2 separate regions of the Mus musculus genome follow, and region 1 is linked to region 2. The links are chromatin contacts, called in public HiChIP or PLAC-seq maps. All regions are on one chromosome and are shown on one strand. The core of a region is the stretch at or near the end of the contact, and the rest is flanking DNA. Distances in the headings are between cores, read along the strand shown. Region 1 overlaps Adgra1 (adhesion G protein-coupled receptor A1). Region 2 overlaps Cfap46 (cilia and flagella associated protein 46).

The links. HiChIP or PLAC-seq counts read pairs in DNA pulled down with a chosen protein or histone mark.
Region 1: an H3K27ac HiChIP or PLAC-seq map of oligodendrocyte precursor cells shows a contact between it and region 2, with 3 times the contacts expected there. The contact joins two enhancer-like sites. A contact is called at or near these places in 20 of 39 promoter capture datasets (the 3T3-L1 cell line, 3T3-L1-derived adipocytes, the C10 cell line and 12 more), 3 of 15 datasets of contacts at CTCF or cohesin (embryonic stem cells and large pre-B cells), 25 of 484 Hi-C or Micro-C datasets (the HL-1 cell line, the N1E-115 cell line, the NIH/3T3 cell line and 12 more), 2 of 115 datasets of contacts at active chromatin or transcription factors (embryonic stem cells and oligodendrocyte precursor cells) and 1 of 9 other capture datasets (adipose tissue).

What each region holds. Positions count from the first base shown.
Region 1 is chr7:139,848,348-139,854,356 of GRCm38.p6, reverse strand. Adgra1 (adhesion G protein-coupled receptor A1) reads right to left here. Exons shown (of 8, transcript NM_177469.3): 6 at 1,700-1,845. Among named protein-coding and RNA genes, the nearest start is that of Adgra1, 17 kb to the right of the region's middle. Within about 2 kb of position 3,921, at least 51 of the 459 cell types and tissues checked have an H3K27ac peak or open chromatin away from gene starts, as enhancers often do. A contact at or near this core is called in the N1E-115 cell line, cerebral cortex, cortical neurons and 1 more, where this site is marked.
Region 2 is chr7:139,612,447-139,618,019 of GRCm38.p6, reverse strand. Cfap46 (cilia and flagella associated protein 46) reads left to right here. Exons shown (of 59, transcript NM_001302546.1): 44 at 418-588; 45 at 1,747-1,844; 46 at 2,370-2,446; 47 at 2,865-2,959; 48 at 3,516-3,613; 49 at 4,432-4,511. All of the region lies in intron 5 of Gm33031 (a long non-coding RNA gene), which reads right to left. Among named protein-coding and RNA genes, the nearest start is that of Nkx6-2, 32 kb to the right of the region's middle. Within about 2 kb of position 1,674, at least 38 of the 459 cell types and tissues checked have an H3K27ac peak or open chromatin away from gene starts, as enhancers often do. A contact at or near this core is called in the N1E-115 cell line, cerebral cortex, cortical neurons and 1 more, where this site is marked.

The DNA of each region.
Region 1 (6,009 bases), core at 2,672-5,171, 230 kb before region 2:
TCGTCATCTCTGGAAAGATCCTCATGGACAGACCCAGAAGTACCTTTCTGGTCTCAGGAATCTCTCAATTCAGTCAAGTTAACAACCCAGATCAGGTGTCAGAGGGCCATCATGAGGTCTGAGATAAAAGGTTTCCCCTTCCCTCTCCTTATCCTCTAGTCTCTCTGAGAAGGGTCGGGCACAGCAATTCCCTTACCAGCCCCAGGCCAGGTCAGGAATCAGGAGAGGGAAGCAAGCCTTTAGTGGGGAATGAAGCCGACACCCCTTATAATCCCTGAACTTTCAAATGACATTAACCTGCAAAGAGTGAACCTGTCGAGGGCATGCAAATGCATGCATACGGATGTGGACAGCATGTATCTACAGGGGCTATGTACCTGTGCCTGAGTATTCCCATGTGTATGGGCATGTACCTACATAGGTATATAGAAGGTGCATATGGTATACAAGAAGGTATGCATACCAAACCCAAAGCTAGCCATGGAGAAAGGAGCTGGGGAAGACAGGAGGGGTCAGACATGCCAATGACCAAGGGATGCTGGGGTCCTAGTGCCATGAGCCATCCTAGCACATCAGGTCCTGAATGACCAAGAAGGGCACTTGTGGAACCTCAGTGGCCTACAGGACAGGCAAAGCCTGCTTCATGGAGGATGGCACCTATGCCCAAGGCCTCCTAAGCAGGCTAATCTTGAGTCTGGTTTCAATTGACTACAGTGTTGGGGGTTTGGTCTTGAGCAAGTAACAGAGAGATGGGGCTCGTATTGGTGACTGCTGTCTACTATGGTTACAGGCATGTTCTCATCTAAAGTAACTTTCAATAGCTTTGCAGCACAGCTGTTTCTCAAGGGAAACGAGAGGGCTCCTGGCACCTCCTAGATGGGCTAGTCTTGTGTTTTCTCTGTCTCTGACTCTGGAAAGAGAGGAGCAGACATCCTGCTGTGTTTGCTCTCAAGGGCTGTTTCCAGCATGGGGTTCCACGGTTCCAAGTCTACTGAGAATTCTCTCCGAGGAAAGGGGGTAGTAGACATAGCTTGAGCAAAGCCTCCTTCTTACTCCATAGGGTCCCGACATGCCAGTGCACAGTGGCTATGAAGTTAATGCTAGAATGTGCAAAGATTTTTCTATTAGCTTCAAGCAGGTGCCTTAGCGCCACTGAGACCAGAAGTAAACCAAAGCCACGAATGCCCAGTCCCCATGTGTGGTCACCAGGAGGCATGGAGGGCCTTCTGTCAGTAGCTGGGCAGCTCAGTGTTGCCCATGTTGCATAGATACACAAGTCCTCAGACCAGCTAATCTCCAGCCAGAGATATCATGAGCAGTCTGCTTCTCAAGTCTCCCAGGCCTACCTGTATTATATATATTATGTACAATGACATATTATTACATATAATAATAAGTCCCTGTATTAGCCTTACGCCCATGACTGGACCCACTTACCTCAGGACTTTGCTCTACTAACCCATGTTACTCCTGGTTCCCATATTCAGCACAGTGGCTCCCAATTCCTGCCCCCAGGCTCCGCCCCTCTCACTGTGCCACCTCCTAGCTCTGTGCAGCCCTCAAGTCACTTATACAGACCAGATCATCTCCAGCCTGGAACCTGGTGAAGAAGGTTTACAGGACACATGAAAGGTATGTCTGGGTGTCATGGGTTTCTTGGGCTCAGGTGGTGGAGGGGCCCATGAATCGTTTTGGATACCTGAGCAAGGGCTGCTTAGGGTACGGTGGCTGGTCTGCTCCAGGACATGGCAGGGCCTTCTTGGTCACCTGTTTGTAGATGTTCCTAGCAGTCACACCGATCCACAGCATGGTAGAAAGCGTGGAATAGTGCAGAGCAATGCCCACCTGGGAGGAGAGAATGTCAACCAGCCACCTCCTCCAGCCACCTCCTCCAGCCACCTGCCCCAGCCACCTCCTCCAGCCACCTGCCCCAGCCACCTCCTCCAGCCACCTCCTCTAGCTACCTCCTCCAGCCACCTGCCCCAGCCACCTCCTCCAGCCACCTCCTCCAGCCACCTGTCCCAGCCACCTCCTCCAGCCACCTGCCCCAGCCACCTCCTCCAGCCACCTGCCCCAGCCACCTGCCCCAGCCACCTGCTCCAGCCACCTACCCCAGCCACCTGCCCCAGCCACCTGCCCCAGCCACCTGCCCCAGCCACCTGCCCCAGCCACCTCCTCCAGCCACCTCCTCCAGCCACCTCCTCCAGCCACCTGCTCCAGCCACCTCCTCCAGCCACCTCCTCCAGCCACCTGCTCCAGCCACCTCCTCCAGCCACCTCCTCCAGCCACCTGCTCCAGCCACCTCCTCCAGCCACCTGCCCCAGCCACCTCCTCCAGCCACCTCCTCCAGCCACCTGCCCCAGCCACCTGCCCCAGCCACCTGCCCCAGCCACCTCCTCCAGCCACCTCCTCCAGCCACCTCCTCTAGCCACCTCCTCCAGCCACTTCCTCCAGCCACCTGCCCCAGCCACCTCCTCCAGCCACCTCCTCCAGCCACCTCCTCCAGCCACCTGCTCCAGCCACCTCCTCCAGCCACCTCCTCCAGCCACCTCCTCCAGCCACCTGCCCCAGCCACCTGTCCCAGCCACCTGCCCCAGCCACCTGCCCCAGCATGCACAGCAGACTCCTTGGGTGCAGTCCTAACTTTCTGGGCTGTGAGTATACAGAACCCTGACAGCTACTCTGTAGCTCTTTGGGGACAATAAAAACAGTGAGACCAGGAGGAGGACAGGTAGGGAAGGAGCCAGAGGCAGCTGAGACTCTTACACTGTCCAGCTATTTGCTGTGTATGTGGACCTGTGAGAAGCTTGTGGGGTTGCCTACTAGATCCTCCTCTGTAGGAAGTCTATGTCATCTTTATGTACGGGCTCTGATGTACACACCTATCTGTGAACCCTGGCCCCACTCTGGACCCCCCAAGTGGAAGGCAGGCACAGCTGCACAGCAGGGCTCCCCTCATATATTCACCAAGGCACTGAATTTAAGGAAAGGCACCTCAGGGATGAGGCTCTGATAACCCACCCTTGCACGTCACAGTGACTCATTGCTATGGAAACAGCCGCTGGAGCTAGTCCCAGCCAGCACTTTTACGCTAGCTAATTACGCATTCTGCACTGCTTCATCTCCATCTGATTCCATAAAATAAGGCTACCTTTGAGGTACTAACCTGACATTTTGAAATGGCAAGTAAAATATTGCTATAATCGGAAAGGACATAAATGTTTAAGGAATACAGAGATTTCCTGAATAAAGCTAACATCGCACGATTATAATGATTTATCGAATCTAGAGTTCAATTTTTACTTATGAGAAAATGCTATAATAATTGATGAGGATTTGGGGTGGGGTGGGGGTTGGAGAGATTGAAGAGCTGTTTATGGTTTCAGATGGCTTTGTGGGTACAGCACAGCATGTCCTGTGAGTTCAGCTTTCTCTTGGCTTTGCTGATGCTCAGGTGAGATAGGGTCCAGCCACACTGGGATCACCTCTCCTGGATGAGAGTAGGAGGCCTCGGACCTGGGTGGCAAGAGCTGCTTGCCATCTAAGAGTTCAATGTAAAGGCAAACAGAAAAGGGGAGGTAGGCACGGCTTGAAGAAAGGTCTGCAGCGTGGCTGTCACTGTCATAGACAGACAGAAATGTCAGACTCATCCTCAGAAGGGCGCCTGACTTTTGCCCTTGAGACATTAGTTCAGGGCCTTGAGGTGGGTGGGGGCACAGCTGGGAGGAGAGATGGAGGGGAGGCCTGGCTGTTTTCTCCCTTAAGCTGAGTCTCATCCAGGCTGTATGATCAGGGAGCAGAAAGTGTACAAAGGCAGGCTTTGTCTCTTAAACACCAACTTGAGGCAGAACACATAGGGAGGTCAAGGGATGCCGATTGGCTTCCAGACAGCATGTGCTATTGAGAGGAAGAAGCAGGCAGGACACCCTCCCTTGCTTCCGGACCCAGGGCCAGCACTGACGTACATTCATTATGTGGGACTAACAGCAGCCGTCTGCTTTGTTTATGATGTCACTTAGTACTTTAATGAGACTCACGGTCATCTTTCTGTTGCTATGACAACTGTCTGTTCTCGCCAGCCATCCAGAGCTCTGGACCACTTCTCCTGGCTGTTCTGATGATGCTGAGCTTGGGTGGGGAGGGGCTGGGACTCCTGTACTCAGCCACTTGGTTGCTGATCAAAGTGGGGGACACATCTAGCTTTCAGTGATCTAATTTTTAGCTTGCTCCTCTCAGGTATCTCCCTCTTAGCAGGTGAGGTAGGGGAGCTGTCGTGATGAGTGAGGTGGGCTAGCTTCTGACCCGCCAGGCTGCTGATTAAAACCAGCCTGGCTTCTGGCTCAGGGAGGCCTCAGAAGCAATAGACACCTTCACTTCTGTGCACAGGCACAGAGGCATTTAAAAATGTCCTAGTGTGGTGGAGATTGCTACCTGGAGTGCTTTGTGGGACCTGGGTCTCCTTTAGCTCTTGTTTCCCCTGAGCTCTCCTCGACTCCCCTGTCCTTGCAGCAGCAGTTCTGGGTCTCCACAAAACTAACAGGACACGTGGCTTTTTGGTCCTTAGTCTGCTGTCTACAACTTCCCCCCCAGCATAGCCTGGCAGATGGGTTTCAATTGGTCCCACACCGTTAACACTGCCGATACCTGGCTTGCCCTTGAGACATTAGTTCAGGGCCTTGAGTGAGTCAAAAAGCAAGGGATGAATAGGGGCTGGCCATTTCAGGAAAAGCCACCGGAGACTAGGAGGTGTGTTTTCTGCAGTCCACCGTACTCCAGCACACGGGACCTGTCCTTTATCTGGAGTCCCAGTTACTAAGGACTTCTCATCGGAGCACGGCCCTTATAGATCTTAGCTTGGAGGGTATTTCCAGGTCCATTTGTCCCCACCTACCAAATCTCTCTTCCAGGTGCTGCCCCAGTGGAATTCTGGAATGCCATGGGTGCCTGGATCTCTGGGGCTTCATAGGGTTGGCCTGAGCCTGGGGTCAGTGCTGGATTTTATGATTCCAATGACTGCGTGGCCAGCAGGCCCCAGCTGCGCAGCACTTGGTGGCAGAGTGAAGACATAAAGATAACGGCCCACTCAATTGCCTTTTTGGCTTCTGGGCAAGCTTTTATAGCAGGAGAGAGTGGGATTTCCTAGCCCTCGATGTGGCTATTTCCAGCTTAACAGAGGCAGCAATGGAGGAAACTGTCTTCTCTTCCATTCAGGCATGTGACACTTCCTCTTCTGATAGTCTATTCCAGGCCAGGGTAGGGGCCTGTCTTCCTGGGGTTTGATATGTCACATAGTCACATATATATGGTGCCCAGGGGACCAGAGCATGGGTTGTGTCTTTCAGGTGTGGGTGTCATGCTCCCAGAGCATTCTGGGCTTCAGTGTGGGAAACAAAGTAGCAGTAGCTGAGACAGTTTAAGTCTGCATGAACTGGGTGGGTCTGGATGGGAACCAGGGAGGTGGGAGGGTGTGTCCTGTGAGCCAGGCTGTTCTGGGAATAGCGGATTACCCATGGGTCCTCAGGATAAGCCTCACCTGCAGCTAGCTATCCAAGCAGGAGGGACACGTCATAGGAGAGGCTGGGGAACTGATAATGTGGTTATTGTCATTAATGTGGGTCATGAGGTCCTCAGGTTGGCTGGAGTCATTTCTGCAGCTGCCAATAGCTATTTGCTGAATTTGCAACAGTTAGGGATATGTGAGGACCCATGGTGCAGGGAAGATGTTAGCCATGAAATGACAGAAACCACCAAGCTTTTTAGTAAGCTGCTCTGGGTCCCTGCCTGTGCTCACTCTTAGAGCTTAGGTGTGGAGCAGGACAAACATAAGTCTCCTTGCTGGAGAATCAGTTGGCTCGTTTTCTTGATCCAGAGCCACAACCCCAAAGGACGGTCCTGGGCTTGGCTTTGGAAGGAGTCTCTCTGGCATCATCTTAGCCGCGGGCCACAGATCCTGTCTGTTTCCCAGTTTAAGATGCTCAAACCAGGCCACGTGTGAAGGTGGTCTGCCTT
Region 2 (5,573 bases), core at 425-2,924:
GGAGTGCCTTGGCACCATCCAGCCCTGTTGCTGTCCACTAGACAAGATGGGGTGGTCCTGTGGTTGAAAGAAGAAGAGATCCTCCCTGTTCTCTGGGCCTCAGGCCAAGCTAGTCCTTAAGTAATAGAAGCCAGCCATGTAACTGTTCTTGTAGCTCAGTGGACACATGCAGTACTCACCACTGTCTCCCCCATCCCCCCCCCCTCCACACACACACACACACACACACACACACACCGAGTCTCTATGATGGAACATACTGAGACTCCGGAGAAAGGGCTGGCATAGCACTGACACCTGGTCCGACAGGGGCCCAGCAGAGGGTGACACACAGACTCCTAGATGGCCACTCCCGGCTCAGTTGTCCTCTGCCACCCTCCTACACGGCACACACCACTCTTGTCTGCTCTGCTTCAGAGCTGTTCAACCTCAGAGATGATGCGGAAGGTCCTGCTCACGGCCACGAAAAACACGGGCAGCTCACAGCTGGCGGCCCTGCTGCAGCTCCACCAGCGACTCAGGCAGCAAGACAAGATGTCCACCAGCCTGTTTGCCAGTGTAGAGCAGAAACTGGCCTCCTCTTTCAGGGTAATGGGCCGGGGAGCCTGAACACACACTCCTGTGACCTATATTGGCCTCTGAGCTGGCTCACTGAGTGCTAATAGGGCAGTCTCTAAGTGCCACCTCTAGCTGCGTGGTGCTAGAAGACCTCTCCGCCTCTCTGAATCTCATATGCCATGGGTACAGGCACAAGAAGGCTGAAAGAATTGTAGTTCCTTTCCACTATTTGCCCCAGGGGAGTCGAGGTCTTGGTGAAGTCCGGTAAAGAGCCAGTGATGTCTGGCAGCAGGCAGCCATGACACCAGAGAAGTAGCTGAGAGCTTATACTGAGAAGGTCTATAGGTTTTTGAAACCCCACCCCTGCGGGATGGGTCATCCTTATTTAAACTCCCATAAGCCTCCACAGGTCCCTATGAAGTCAGGCCAGAGAAATCAGCCAGAGAAGACAGTACATCGGTACACCCACACAACAAAACACACTGAAGCAAGGAGAGCTAGCTTCTGCATGAACCAGTGTGATGAGGCTACCCACACACTGAGGTGGCCAGCGGCTAGGCAAGAAGCAAGCCACCACCAATAAAGTCCATTCACAGCCCCCATATGGTAACATGACCCATCTCTTCACCTGCCATATGGGTACGGCCATTGTGAAGAGTCCGCTTGGTGCCTCACGTAGGCGTTATGTGGCTCTCTCTATTTCTTATTCTTTGATAAAAGTTTTCTAAGACATCATTTCATTTTTGCAAACCCAAAGCTGGGTCTTGAAGCTGTGCGCATTAAGCAACTCACACAGGAGATCTGGGGGTACCCCTCAGGGCCCACGCTGGCTGACTGCCGTGGGCAGAGGGGACCCTGAGGTGTGTGCATCCTCTAGGAGTACTCACTCACAGGAAGCAGGAAAACTGGGGGTCTGGGTAAACTGACCCCAAGATAGGTCTGCAGCCTGCAGCCTCAGGGCTAAGTGGAAGCCCTTAGCTAGGCTCAAGGAGGCAGTAAGGACCTTGAAGAGATGCTATTTAGGGTTTCTGGGAACTGCATCCACAAGTAGGCAGAGCTGGGCAATTTGAGGAGCCAGTGAATTTCTCATTCCTCTGCTGCCCCCTTGTGGTACTGATGCATTCCACAGCCCAGACACCTGGGGGAGAGCAGTGGCCGTTCTGAGTGACCATCCCCTGTCACACACAGGCATGGCAGAGCCTCTGTGTCACAGAGCAGCATTTCAGCATCCTGAATGAGATCCCACCCGTGTTCCGGATCCTCTTTCTGCAGCATTCACAGGACAGGTGAGGCTTTCCTCCTACCATTGTAAATCTCCACCCTGTTGAGAAAGCCCGGCCAGAAGGCATGGGCAGAGCAAGCTTACCACACCTCTGCCCCTAGCCTGAGGCCAACTGGGCCATCTGGAAAGCATACTTGGCAGACTCAGCTAGTCCACTTGACAGGCATGGGCACTCGTTCAATCCAGAGACAAAGGGAAGCCCTCTTCTGACCCCCCCCCCCCCGGAAAAGACCGGGGTGAATTTCCATGACGACGAGGGATGTATTGGGAGGAAGGAGCTCTGATCTGCACTCACACAGGGTCTCTCTGTTAGATAGATCTGGCTAGGCCTGCACTCCTAGACCTTCTGTAATTTCCCTCTTACTTGGGTTATACAGACTGCTTCCTAGGCCTCTGTCTGCCAAAATAAACATTGAAAGGCACCTGTTTGGGTGCCGACTGCAGACTGGCCCGCTCGGCTCCTGAGACCTCGGTGCTTGCCTGTTCACCTCCCCTGGGAATGGGCCTGTGACCTCTGCTCTGCCTGCAGGTCTTGTCTGTATGGTGCTGCCTTTGAGAGACCAAAGACCATGCCTTCACCCAAGGGGAAACTGATAACCGTGGGCGGTAAGCTTGGGTACAAGCAGGGGCTCCTCCCATCGACTCCAGATGGGTTGCAGTGGGTGGGAGAAATCCTTGCCCCAGAGCAGGACCACAGAGCAGGGGAGGGGAAGGGAGACTGAACCCAGGAGACGAGAGAAAATAGAGGCCCCACGTTCCTCTAAGGGATCCAGAGGATCCATGCCTCCCCAGAACTCCCTCTGTCAATCACCACTGTGTTTGCCTCTGCCTGAACTTTCTGGGTAGTAGCCCTCATGTTCCCAGAGAAGAATGGGGGAACTCAATGTGCCCAGAAGACCTTCCCATCACATGTCTCCCCTCTGAGACGTCAAGGTTAAATACCCTCACAAGGGTCTCCATCTGCCCACACGACTCCAGTAGCTCTGCTCTGAGCCCTGTAAAGGCCTCGGGTGTATTTTGACAGGTTATTGCAAGGTAACTCGGGTGGCTACGAGTCCAACTGCCATCTCTGACCTGTTGACGAGTATCCAGTGGTTCCAGAGGCAGACACGGGTCAAGGTACACAGCCAAATTATGACCCCGAACCCAAGCACTTGAGGCCCGAGACTCTAAGCCATATTGTAGACTGCAGCCCATCCCAGGGAAAAAACAAGACTCTGAGGTTGGATTGGGCCCGGGTAATGGGCCCAGAACTCAAGAGGAGGAAGGGGAAGCCCTATGAAAGGTGGGGAGCTCCTCTGAGTCCTTGGATTGAATGTGACCCCAGAGGAGGGGTCTGGCTACCTCTTCTCTGCAGAGCATAGGGTTACCTGTCCTGGGCCGATCCCTATCAGCAGGACATTCCTCAGTGTCATCAGAGGACAGGGACAGGGACAGGGATGAGGTGTCAGGATAGTTCCCGGAAAACCACTGGGAGCATTGTGCTGGGGGAAGCGAGAGCATTGTGCTGGGGAAGCGAGAGCAATGCCAGCGCTCTTTGTGGAAGGGCTGGAGCCGAATGATCTCCAGGGGGTCTTCCTAACTTGTTTCCCAATTGAGTACAAGTCATATCCAGTCACCACTGGACAACAAGCTATGATTCGGGTTAAGACAGGAATATTTCTTGCCTGTTCAGGAGCAAGCCCTGTGCACTCAGAGTCTCAGCAGCATCCTGGAGCACATGGAGGACTACCTGAAGCCCATCACCCCCCAGCTCACCTTCCCAGAAAGCAGGTATCAGCATGTCATTTCCTCTGAAGGCTCCCGGGTGCGGGGGGGGGCAGCCATCTTCCTCGCACCAGGTGATGGGCAGCTGAAGCTGGTAACAGAAGGAGCTAGAGGGCTGTTGTACGTGGGGCTATGAGTCCCAAAGTAACCAGGGTCTTCCTGGCGCCCACAGGCCAGGCCAGCTGGGTGTAGCTGAAGGCCAGATCCCACCTCACATCTGGAGACAGGAAAGCGCCCATCTGAGCTAAGTAGCCAGATGTGAGGGGCAGACATCCAGGGCTGGTTTCTGCGCTTTCCCTCCATGTGGAAACTTGTCTCTGCGTGGTGTGGCCCTACCCAGGACAGGCATAAGCGCCTAGCTCTTTTGTGTGTTTTATAGGCAGGAGTCCCACTGCTGCTGCTGCCCCTGCCCCACTGACCTCCCTGATGTGAGTCTGATGTGTGAGAACTAACCAGCAAGGCCCGGGGATCAGCCTCGGGCACTCATTTTGGGAGAAAAGCAGGCAGGTGACGGTGGAGCTAGGCATTCTTCTCCAGCAGCATGAGGACATCCTGAGGTCCCCTTCTGTTGGCACTGTGTGTCAGATGCAGAGATGGCCCTGAGTGACAGCTGGGTGTGGTAGCACAGGACTCTAATCCCAGCGCACAGGAGGCAGGAAAGTGTCTGAGTTTGAGGCCAGCCTGGTTTACATAGAAAGTGGGGAGAAACAAAACCTAAGCAGCAATGGCCGAGCGAGGACTAGGCTGCGTGGCGCTTCTCAGCCTGGTCTGTGGGTGTTTCCCTATGTTTCCTAAAGCCTGAACACAGTCACTCTGAATTTCAGAAATCAGATGCCAACAGCTGTGGGTGATGCAGGGAAAAATAAAGGCAGAGAGAAGGAAAGGAAAATCTCTCTCCCTTCAGGTAAGTGGCAGGGACAGACAGACCCAAAGGCCACTGCCGCTACTTCAGGACCCTGTGGTGACACTCACCCATTCCATCACGGAAAGCCTGGGCGGGTCAGGAGTCACAGGTTCCACGCTCAAACAAGTCCTACCTGGGCATGCTACACAGGACCCAAGGTTCCTCTCCTTGAGGTCTCCTAGAACAAAATCACCCCCAGGCTGGGCAGAAGGCCCTAGGAGAGTGGTTCTCAACCTTCCTAATGTTCCTCATGTGGTGATGACTCCACAACCTAAAATTATTTTCATTGCTACTTCATAACTATAATTTTGCTGGCGTTATGAGTTGTAATGTTAATGTGTTTTCCAGTGGTCTTAGGCGACCCCTGTGAACCGGTTGGCCAACCCCTGCAAAAGGGGTTGTGACTCACAGGCTGAAAAACACTGCCCTAGAAGGTTCTGGGCACTGAGACTGACAGCTCTCTGAGGAGGATTATCAAACAGTGGATCCATGCTGCCCTTTCTGGGCAAATTATCAGTTCCTGGCCCATAGTGCCCTTAAGAAAGAGCGGTGTGTTATACACCCAGCTCTCACTGTCCTGGCCAGATGACAGTCTGCTGGTCCTTGTAGGAAAGATGAGCATTGCTGCCCTGCGTTGGGGAGTTCACCAGAGGTGGCCGTGGGAAAGGGCTCTGTCTCATCCGCCTGGCGGCCTTGTCTGTGGGGTACTTTTAGCACAACCCCCGCTGTTTTCACTTGGACTGGGAAAACTAGGAGGATGCTCTCACTGTGCGACTCCCCAGGCAGGAAGGTCAAATGCGGGCCCATCCTGTCTCTTGGCTAGCTTCTCTGATTTTACTAACGACTGACTCCTTTAAAAGGCAATTTCCTATGTTGAATTTTGTCTCCTTTTCGATTGCCACTAAGAACTGACAGGTGGCAAAGGGAATGGCTGCTTGCTCCCCTCCTCTGCCACCCCCCCCCAGCCAAAAAAGAAAAAAAAGCCCCAAGCTTTTTCTCCCAAGTTGAGTTGGCCAAATTACCATGAGCCAGATGCAGCAAACACCCCAAGAACTGCAGGTT